Regions from separate parts of the Salmo salar genome. Here region 1 is linked to region 2. A link is a contact called in public Hi-C data. All regions are on one chromosome and are shown on one strand. The core of a region is the stretch at or near the end of the contact, and the rest is flanking DNA. Distances in the headings are between cores, read along the strand shown.

The links. Hi-C and Micro-C count contacts between places; a contact is called where the count stands out from the background.
Region 1: a Hi-C map of gill shows a contact between it and region 2, with 6 times the contacts expected there. The contact joins the promoter of dmbx2 here to the enhancer-like site in region 2. A contact is called at or near these places in 3 of 3 Hi-C or Micro-C datasets (blood, gill and muscle).

What each region holds. Positions count from the first base shown.
Region 1 is chrssa23:29,692,613-29,697,632 of Ssal_v3.1, forward strand. It overlaps dmbx2 (diencephalon/mesencephalon homeobox 2), which reads right to left and starts at 2,145. Exons shown (of 4, transcript XM_014169593.2): 1 at 1,969-2,145; 2 at 1,443-1,624; 3 at 729-904; 4 at 1-525. The coding sequence starts at 1,617. The coding sequence ends at 67.
Region 2 is chrssa23:29,635,855-29,641,377 of Ssal_v3.1, forward strand. LOC106584364 (casein kinase I) reads right to left here. Exons shown (of 11, transcript XM_014169592.2): 10 at 3,419-3,525; 11 at 273-3,148. The coding sequence ends at 3,094. Among protein-coding and RNA genes, the nearest start is that of LOC106584364, 48 kb to the right of the region's middle. Within about 2 kb of position 4,062, at least 2 of the 13 cell types and tissues checked have an H3K27ac peak or open chromatin away from gene starts, as enhancers often do.

The DNA.
Region 1 (5,020 bases), core at 895-3,394, 55 kb after region 2:
TTTTCTCCTTTTAGTCCCTTTTTGCCAACACACACTGAAGAGACGTTGTTGTTGTTGGTAGTGCAGTTATAGACCCAGGTTGGGGATGGGTACAGCATTACTGGGACAGGAAGTCTGAAGGGAAAGGCTGCAGTTTTTACCAACCAGTGGGGCAACTCCTATAGCCGGGCTGTGTTGCTGTAGAATGGGCCAGAATGTGGGCGTGAAATGTAGGCCAGCTGATAACATCCCTAAAGCCTGATGATGTGGAAGGTGGTACCGCTCTCCACCCACAAAGGGAAAAACGGGAGGAGAATGTAATCTTGAGTGGTTCTGAGATACAATGGAGTCTCCAGGACAAGAAATGGTGGGAGCATCACTGACTTCCCAGAGAGGAGCTATTTCACTTTGTGTTTTTGAATCCTTGGTACTCCTCTCTTCCCCTCCTGCCTTGGTTTGATGTGGTTCCTCCAGGCTTTGCTCTCTGGGAAGAGGGGAGCATCTCTGTCCCTTACGGAGCTTTGCTCTTCTGTTCTTAAACCACACCTGGAGAGCATATAATTGAGTTATTGGTGAAGGGTTGACGTATTTATAACAGTAATATTGATCAAAAGTTTAAAAAGGTAATAGCACCACAGCTGTTATATATATCACAAGAATAAAGTTACTAAAAGCAGCAGTTCAAATAAATATCATGAATGAAAGCATGCGCACAGGCTGGTCCTCTTTGAAGAGCGACCTTTACTGACCTGAATGCGAGCCTCAGGCAGATTGATGCAGACAGCCAGTCTCTCTCTCATACCTACATCAGGGTACTGGGTCTGCTGGAAGGCTTTCTCTAGAGCCTGTAACTGAGACACAGTGAAGGCTGTGCGGCTCCGACGCTGCTTCTGCTGATTCCCATAACGGGCCTCCAGTATCAACTCTGTGGGGACAGAAGACAAGCCACAACAAGATTAGAGGTGGTGAAACATTAGGAGGGCATGTGAGATATCAGGCTACACTGAAAATACCAGCATGGCAATTAACAATTTCAACAACTTTTTCAGGTGGGAAACGGATCTTTTGACAATAGAATACCAGTTTAGCTGCAATGCTTTTGAATGGCAAATTATTTAATTTTAAATATAACCTTTATTTAACTAGGCAAGTCAGTCAAGAACACATTCTTATTTACAATGACGGTCTACACTGGCCAAACCCTCGACGACGCTGGGCCAATTGTGCGCAGCTCTATGGGACTCCCATAGGGCTGCGCACTGTGATACAGCCTGGATATGAACCAGGGTGTCTGTAGTGACGCCTCTAGCACTGAGCTGCAGTGCCTGCGGGGGATCCGACAGTGGCAACGCTACTCGGGAGCCCTAAAATTATAACACTCTTTATTTTTCCACCTGCATTTGTTTGATTGCATGCATCGATTACAGACACAGTCATAAATGACAGTAGTCTTTTCTAAATACCTGCAAGTCTTTCAGCAACAGAGAACGTGTGAACCGAGGAGGGATTGGCTGATGGATAAACCGGGTACTGGTCTGCCATCTGGTGGTGGGGGTTGAAAAATACGGAGTTGACGCTGTGCAGAGGATAGAGTCCGTTGCCACTGTCGGATCCCCCGCAGAAATTTAAGGCATTCATAGCGGACCTAAAGGGTAAAACTGTTTAAGTTATATGGGACTTACACCATACTAACTAGGCATACAATGGAAAAAAAAAAGTATATAGCCTATAGCTTACTGTACAATGTATGTAGGACGCTTGCACTGTGCAATTTGTATTTAGGCTACAGTCTTAACTCACTTAAATAAAAACAGAACAAATGGTAAACATAAGCAACTTTCTTGATCATTAAAAGTAATTGAAAGTAATTATTCTTTACGCATAAACCATTGCCACTTTACTTCAGTTGGCTACCAACATCCAGAAAACAATTTCCAAAACAAAGATCAGACAAAAAAAGTATAACTTCTGCAGTATTCTTTATTTTACCTGAGAAGCACACAAAACAGCAGAAATGAACCTATTCTCGTGAGCTTTCAGAAGTCCAAGTATACAGTCCAATAGTTCGAAATGCAGGCCTTATCCTCCTACGCCGCTACCCTTTGTCATGGCATGGATCTAATTATCTGAAGACCATTCTCACCCACGACTATTTAAAGAACCATTTACTCCAGCTCCCCTCAACCATTAGCCAATAGAAAGAAAGGTATTACCCTGGATTAGGTGGGATGAGGGAAAAGAGGGGGTCCAAGGGCTCAAGTTTTTTAAACTATTGAATTTGGGGAGATTTACACAAAGGATCCCTCCTCAATAAACGAGCGTTTCATTCCCTCCTGTTAAAACAATTAAAACAATGTGGTCTGCTAATCTCAGTGGAGGGCCAGATTCAAATAAGATCCGTTGATTGTTCCCTGTTCTCAGCCTCCTTTCTCTTAAACTCCCTGCTTTGTCAATCTCCACTTGGATGGGGTTTGCTTTGCAGTTTGTTTTGCTAACAGGCTACATATTTTGCCCATAAACTGTCAGCCTGTGAAATACAATTTGGACATTGGCCATTGAGACCAATTTCCTAAGGTTCAACTGAGCCAGATTCAAGATCTCCTGAAAGAGAACTATTATCCCACTAAAATAAGGAAAATAATGATAAAACACAACATGCAAATGGTTTTTCCTAATTTGCAAATAGGTTAGGTGGAGTGTGTTTTTCAGTAGCACTTGCATAAAACTCTACTTTTTTTCACAAATGCAGTAAACATGACATTACACTTTGTGAAAGTAGGCTGCTGCCCTGCACACCCTGAGAAACGTTCAGAACTTCAGTGTCCATGACTAAATCATGCTCTAAGCCAATGGTGTGTACAATATATTGTCATGTAAAGTAGTACGTTGGAATTAAATGTGTATCGGAATAAAAATATGATATCCAAATGTTACTATTGGTGCAATGAAATCTGTATCTTGTGGAATGAAAATATGAAAACCCAATTACTAGTATGGATATCACAGTCCATCTAACAAAATCTATTTCTCCTCGCCCCAAAGTCCTGGCACACCTGTGCATTGTGACACATTTCAAATTGTAGCACTCCAATAAGATCATCTCCAATAACCCAGCTCTAGCTTTAGGCTGAAGGGTTTAGACATGTAAATTCCACTAAGGCCTTAGCGGAGGTGCGAAGGGTGGAAAGGCAAAGCATTCAGTGACAGATTATGCTTCCCACGAGTATCAGTTGTGTCCCAGAGTAAAACACACACCAAGTACACCAGCCATACAGTCAGGAGAGGAGGGGCCATTACCACAACTGGAGCGAAAACCAGCCACCTCAATGTTTTTAACAGCCCTCCGTGTCCTCATCTTCCATTTGTTACTGAAACGTTCATTCTTCCCTGTTACTCTGAAACTCAAGGCAAAAGTCTGGCTGGTTGATAAATTAAGATGTTTTAATTTTTGCCCTCGATTCCGCTATTTCTGTAGGAATCTAATTGCCTAATACCATGACTAAAGGTCAAATCAAATCAAATGTTACTGGTCACATAGGCGTGATTAGCAGATGTTATTGTGGGTGTAGCAAATATATTTCTTAGACCTCTTGGGTGGTTCCCTCACTATCAGGCATATTTCTGTTCAAATGTCTGCTGCATTCTATCAGTGACCCACACAGTCAGTCTCAGGGGTCTCACAATCCCATGACTTTTACACTCACCACCATATGTATTTGTACAGTGAAGCTACATTTTTTAATTTGGCTCTATACCCCAGCATTTTGGATTTGAGATCAAATGTTTAATATTAGGTGACAGTAAACCTTTTATTTTGAGAGTATATTTTCATATATTTGTTTTATGTTTAGAAATGAAAGCACTTCATGTATCTAGTCCCCCATTTGAATAATGACTTTATAAAGCTTGTGACTACAAACTCGTTCAACACTTGTTGGATACATTATATATATATATTTTGTAGTTGTTTTGCCCAATAGGAACTGAACATTTGGCATAAAAGGTAACATTTTTGTTCATACTTGTACAGTACTTGTTCATACATTTAGATTCCTAAAATATGTGGATATATGTTTTCTTTGCTTTTTTCCGCTGTTCTTGGCTGTCAAGCTATATTAGTGTCTGATAAAAAGAAGTCATTTAGAAGAGGCTCTGTAGGCCAGCCCCGGAACCTCACTAAACGGTCCAGGATTAGGTCCCAGAGGCCTTTGTCTACTCAGCCTGCAGGATTAGGGGAGATTTACTGCTAAGGGAAAAAAAAGTAGTTATTTCATGGCACTTTCATGATGAAACCTGGCCAAAGCTGTGTTGGCTGGGGGGATTAAAGACACAAAGACTCTGGTTGTGTGCAACCCCCTCCCCATAGCCACCACCCCAACCCACTGCCCTCCTGGAAACCTTCTCCTCCAAAAGGCCCACCTCCTCCCCATCCCCACAGAACTGGGTTCCACTCTAAATAAGGGTTGTCATTACTGATTTCTCCCACTGTTCCAAGTCATCCAAAGGGCTCCTCACTGATTGCTTTGTTTGTTTTAAACCCCAGACACCATCCATTAAGTAGTAGGTGATAGACCTGGAAGAATACACAGTACGGATGTGGAATGATATGTGTCTGTAAGCAATGTCTCAAAATTCACAATTTGAAACTGGATCTATCAGCAGGCATTATGATTCACATGCTATGTATTTTCAACACAGTTGGATCTATCAGCAGGCATTATGATTCACATGCTGTCTTTTCAACACAGTTGGATCTATCAGCAGGCATTATGATTCACATGCTATGTCTTTTCAACACAGTTGGATCTATCAGCAGGCATTATGATTCACATGCTATGTCTTTTCAACACAGTTGAGAATATCATTTCTGCAAATAACCTGGATTACTGTGAGAACAGAGGCAAAAATAAGTTACTGGCTTGCAGTCCCTCCCGTAGTGTTTAAAAGATCTTAAGGGAGTTATCCTCTTCCTGGTGGATCCACTTACACAGGCACGGATTACTGGAACTAAAAGACAAAGGTTATCCTTAGTTAGTCACGT
Region 2 (5,523 bases), core at 2,812-5,311:
CAGTATGTTTCACTTCCCCATCTCACTTCGCTCACATAACACGTCAAGAACAGGAGGTTAGTTCAAACTCCAAACAAGACATGACCAATACCATACAGGTTGATCAACAGCATCGTGATTACAATCAGTGATATTTTCATATTGAAAAAGTTGAGCATAATTTGAGTAAAGCATCGTGACAAATACTGCACCAGAGCTCACACTGCACAATCATAATGGAGACACTGCACAATCATAATGGAGATTTGCCCTGTTAAGAATCAGAATGACCATAAGTATAAAGCTTCTTGTATTGGTGAAACTCATATCCATTCTGTTGCATTGAATATTGTATCACTTGAATATTGTATCACCAGAGCACTCACAGTATAGCCAGGGGTTAAACTAGGAGGAAAGGAATTGGAAAAGAGTTCTACCAGCATGGTGGCAAACAGCAAATAGTGGGAATCAAATAGATTTCAGATTTTTTTTTAAAGTTATGGGAAAACAACCAAACTGGAAACAGTTCCACTACATGTTAAAATCCCAATTTAAAACTCATGGGTATTGCTATTTACAAAAGAGACTAATTATTTCCTTAATTTAACTCCATCACATTTTTAGCCCAATATGTCTCCCCTGCTCTTCTTAGTTTGAGACGTTTATAAAAATGTACATAGCTGCTATTGATATTTCCATTTTTTTTAGCAACCCTACTACCCCAATGCCCTCATGTTAACTTCTCCAGAAAAAAATAAAAATAAAAACATAACATGTATGACTGATCTCATGACAACAATACATTCTGGGTCACATGGCGTTGACTCATAAGCACAATGATGACACTAGCATATGGAATGCTATTTTAAAAGGGCATAGTGATGTCTTTCGTAGAAGGGGATATTTACAGTATAACAATCAAGGGGGTTTGGGGGGCTTCGCTTGTGAACTAATGTTTGAGACCACACACGGCGGCCATCTTTGATTTAAAAAAAAACGATTTGGGACCGCTGTACCTACACTATATATATATATATATATAATATATATATATTATATACACATTTGAGATGACGGAGCACGTTGTTGTGGCCGAACACACATCTCATGTTAAGCCATGAAAATCATAGACCATTACAACTTTCAAACAAAGATTCACAAAACTACTGCAGCGAGGAACTTCAAAAGAAAAACGGTTTTGTATCCAATTCAAGTCTTGTGGCAACTTCAGTCATCGATGGGAAAATTGCTTCATTTTCGTCTTCAAACATAAACTTGACGTATTTGCATGCTACCCCTAACGTTGATCAGCCACCATCAATGACTAGAATTGCTTAGCTCACAATGCACAAGCTATCAAATCTTTCCTATTTTGTTGTTGTCGAGTGAATCTAGAGAGTTAAACTGTAAAGATCCTTTGATTGTCCTAGCAGAGGAGATGGACACGGTGGTTGTGAGACAGTAGGACCTCTTTACTGAGCATGTCAGAAAGACGATGCTTTCAGAGATACACGCGCGCACACAGTTAATGAGTAACATTTGGAACAGTTCAGATAAAATGTCATTGCAGGACACTTACTTGAGCTTTAAACATTTTACTTGGAAAGGCACAAACTATGATTTCCTGGTAAATTATTCTGATGTAGAAATAAAACTGAAAGATATCTTTTTTCATGTAAATTGACATTTCGGCCCGTACTCAGATATGCACTGAGTGTACAAAACATTATGTACACCTGCTCTTTCCATGACAAACTTACCAGGTGAATGCTATTATCCCTTATTAATGTCACTTGTTAAATCCACTTCAAATCAGTGTAGATGAAAGGGAGGAGACTGGTTAAAGAAGGATTTTTAAGCCTTGAGAAGAATTGAGAATTGAGACATGGATTGTGTGTGCCAGGGTGAATGGGTAAGACAAAATATTGAAGTGTCTTTGAACAGGGTTTTGTAGGTGGCAGGCGCACCAGTTGGTGTCAAAAACAGCAACGCTGCTGGGTTTTTCACACTCAACAGTTTCCTGTGTGTATCAAGAATGGTCCACCACCCAAAGGACAACCAGCCAACTTGACAACTGTGGGAAGCATTGGAGTCAACATGGGCCAGCATCCCTGTGGAACACTTTCAACACCTTGTAGAGTCCATTCCCCGATGAATTGAGGCTGTTCTGATGGCAAAAGGAGGGGGGGAGGCGCAACTCAATATTGGGAAGGTGTTCTTAATGTTTTGTACAGTCAGTGTTAGCCTTGTATAGGACTCTTCCTAGATCAGTCTTCAGTTGTTTTCTTGTTTGTTAATTTCAAACCTAGAATTCCATTGTACTTTCTTTTTGTTTCCAAAAGTGCAACAAGAAGAAGAGAGCTTAATATCAGTTACTCTCAGTCTTCCACAGTACCTGAGGCCAGTGACTGTGCTACAAAGTCCACATTGACAGAATGAAAGCCAGAGAAGAAAAAAAGAATACAAAATGAATTCCAGTACACTAAAACAGACATTTGTTTTCAATCCAGGGAGTTGACTTTGAAAACAACAGAGGATTAAATAAAAAAACTCAACAACATAAAAATCCTCCAATTGTGATTTAGATGGTGTTTCCTGTTGCGCTCAGTGATTCCAGAGTTATCATTAGTATAGTTCAGTCTTGCTTCTTACCTTGATCCCACAAATAAAGGACTATTTCTATGGAACAGATTTCTTTCCCTCGACTCATTGACAGTTCCCTCAGATCAATGGCTGTTGAACAGTAAATGCTATGTATGGAATCTAGAATACAAGAACTGTTTCAAACAGTATCATTATCTTCTATTCACGCCACGATATTCGCGTTTCTTTGTTACAGCTTTTAAAACGTTCTCTCTTTATTATGCAGGTACTTTAACGGTTTCTTTCTTTTGGAAGCCAGTGTCTGTTGTGAAGCCCACAAAGTCTGTAGGACAACATTGCTTTACACGCCTGTAGCAGAAGAGCGCTGAGGAAGATGGAGAAGAGCGAGAGGGAGAGGGAGAGAGAGAGAGAGACTGGGGAAGGGAGATAGGATGGGTGATCGGTGTGGTTTCTTCCATTTGAAACTTGAAAGTGAGCAGAATGTTTCAAGTTCCCGCCGAGGTCTTCTCTTCACTTGTGCCGCTGGAGAGTTTTCCTCTTTCTCATTTTGAAGAAACAGCAGCACCTGCAGGCAAGGGGACACACTCATTTAGTTTCAAAAGGAAATGAATGTTGCATATCAAAAAATGCAATGTTTTAAAGCTAAAAAAAAGCGAAACTGAACATTAGAGGCCGTAAACGTGGAATCTGTTAAATGTTTTGTTGTAACAGGATTTTGAATGACTGGGTTCAGATATAATTTGACTGTGTTTCTGGCCACGACTGCCAGAGGTAGTGCGACCGAGCAGAGCATGGTGAGCCACTGCAGTCAACGCCAGGGACAGAGCTGTCTTACTTTGTATCATCAGCCACCTCCACCTCGGTGGGAGCAGTGATGGGAGCGTTGGAGTGTCCCGCCGTCGGGTCGTCAGTGTTCAGCTCTCCATTCGTCGAGCTCATCACCTGTACAGGTGAAGACAAGGAATTCAGACAGGATGTCTGTGCATGACTAATTATCTTGTCATTTATCCTTCATATGAAGTGAGAGTGAGCATTAGCTTATGACTCTTACCTTTGACGACATTACAATGTAAAAGAGCTGGCAAGAAAGGCATTTCACTGTACTTGTGCACGTGACATTTAAACTTAAAATGGATTTACTCGTTGGTAAAAAGAGGTCATTATTTCAAAGGATGCAATTCCCTTCCAAAACCCTAGATGGCACATTTGCTCAAAAAAATCATCTTCAAAATGTAATCATCTGAGACGGCAGACTGTACATCACTTTAAGCGAGTCATAATTGCGCCATAAAGGACTCTAGATGTGAAATCTCCACTTCCAAATTGTCATGTTTTCATGTGAAGGGTGTAGCTAACAGGCATCTCCTGAGATGCTGTTGCCCCTTCATCCCTTTAAAGGTTGAGTCTGTGCTGAGACAGTGCATGCTCAATCAGATCCTATATCACACCCTTTTCCAGGGAGAGGGGAGGGGGTTCCTGTCCTGATAATGGCTTCAACGGCCGCAGGGTTCCCGACTGTGCTTCCCTCCCCTGTTATCAGCCTGGATGAGTGAAGCAGAGCAGGCAGACAGAGAAGATAGACAGACAGCGACACAGACAGAAAGACCGAGACAAAACGACACAGACAGAAAGACTGAGACACAGCGACACAGACAGAAAGACCGAGACACAGCGACACAGACAGAAAGACTGAGACACAGCGACACAGACAGAAAGACTGAGACACAGGGACACAGACAGAAAGACAGACACACAGCGACACAGACAGACAGACAGCAACACAGACAGCGACACAGAGCGACACAGACAGACAGACAGCAACACAGACAGCGACACAGACAGACAGCGACAGAAACACAGACAGCGACACAGACAGACAGCGACAGAAACACAGACAGCGACACAGACAGACAGCGACAGACAGACAGCGACACAGACAGACAGACAGCGACACAGACAGACAGACAGCGTCACAGACAGACAGACAGCGTCACAGACAGACAGCGACACACACACACAGCGACACAGACAGACAGACACAGTGACACAGACAGACAGACACAGTGACACAGACAGACACAGCGACACAGACAGACAGACACAGCGACACAGACTGCGTCACAGACAGACAGAGCGACACAGACAGCGTCACAGACAGAGCGACACAGACAGCGACACAGACAGACAGACACAGCGACACAGACAGCGTCACAGACAGCGTCAGACAGACAGAGCGACACAGACAGACAGCGACACAGACAGACACAGCGACACAGGCAGACAGAAAGCGACACAAACAGACAGAAAGCGACACAGACAGACAGCGACAGACAGACAGCGACAGACAGACAGCGACACAGACAGACAGCGACACAGACAGACAGCGACACAGACAGACAGCGACACAGACAGGCAGACAGACAGCGTCACAGACAGGCAGACAGACAGCGTCACAGACAGGCAGACAGACAGCGTCACAGACAGGCAGACAGACAGCGACACAGGCAGGTAGACAGACAGCGACACAGGCAGACAGACAGCGACACAGGCAGACAGACAGCGACACAGACAGAATCACAGACAGACACACACAGACAGCCACACAGACAGACAGCGACACAGACAGACAGCGACACAGACAGACAGCGACACAGACAGACAGCGACACAGACAGACAGACAGACAGACAGAGAGAGAGAGAGACAGACAGCGACACAGACAGAGACACAGCGACACAGACAGACAGCGACACACAGACAGACAGACAGCGACACAGACAGACAGACAGCGACACAGACAGACAGACAGCGACACAGACAGACACACAGCGACACACACAGACAGACAGCGACACACACACAGAGACACAGACAGACCGACAGCGACACAGACAGCGACAGACACAGACAGTCAGCGACACAGACAGAAACAGACAGACAC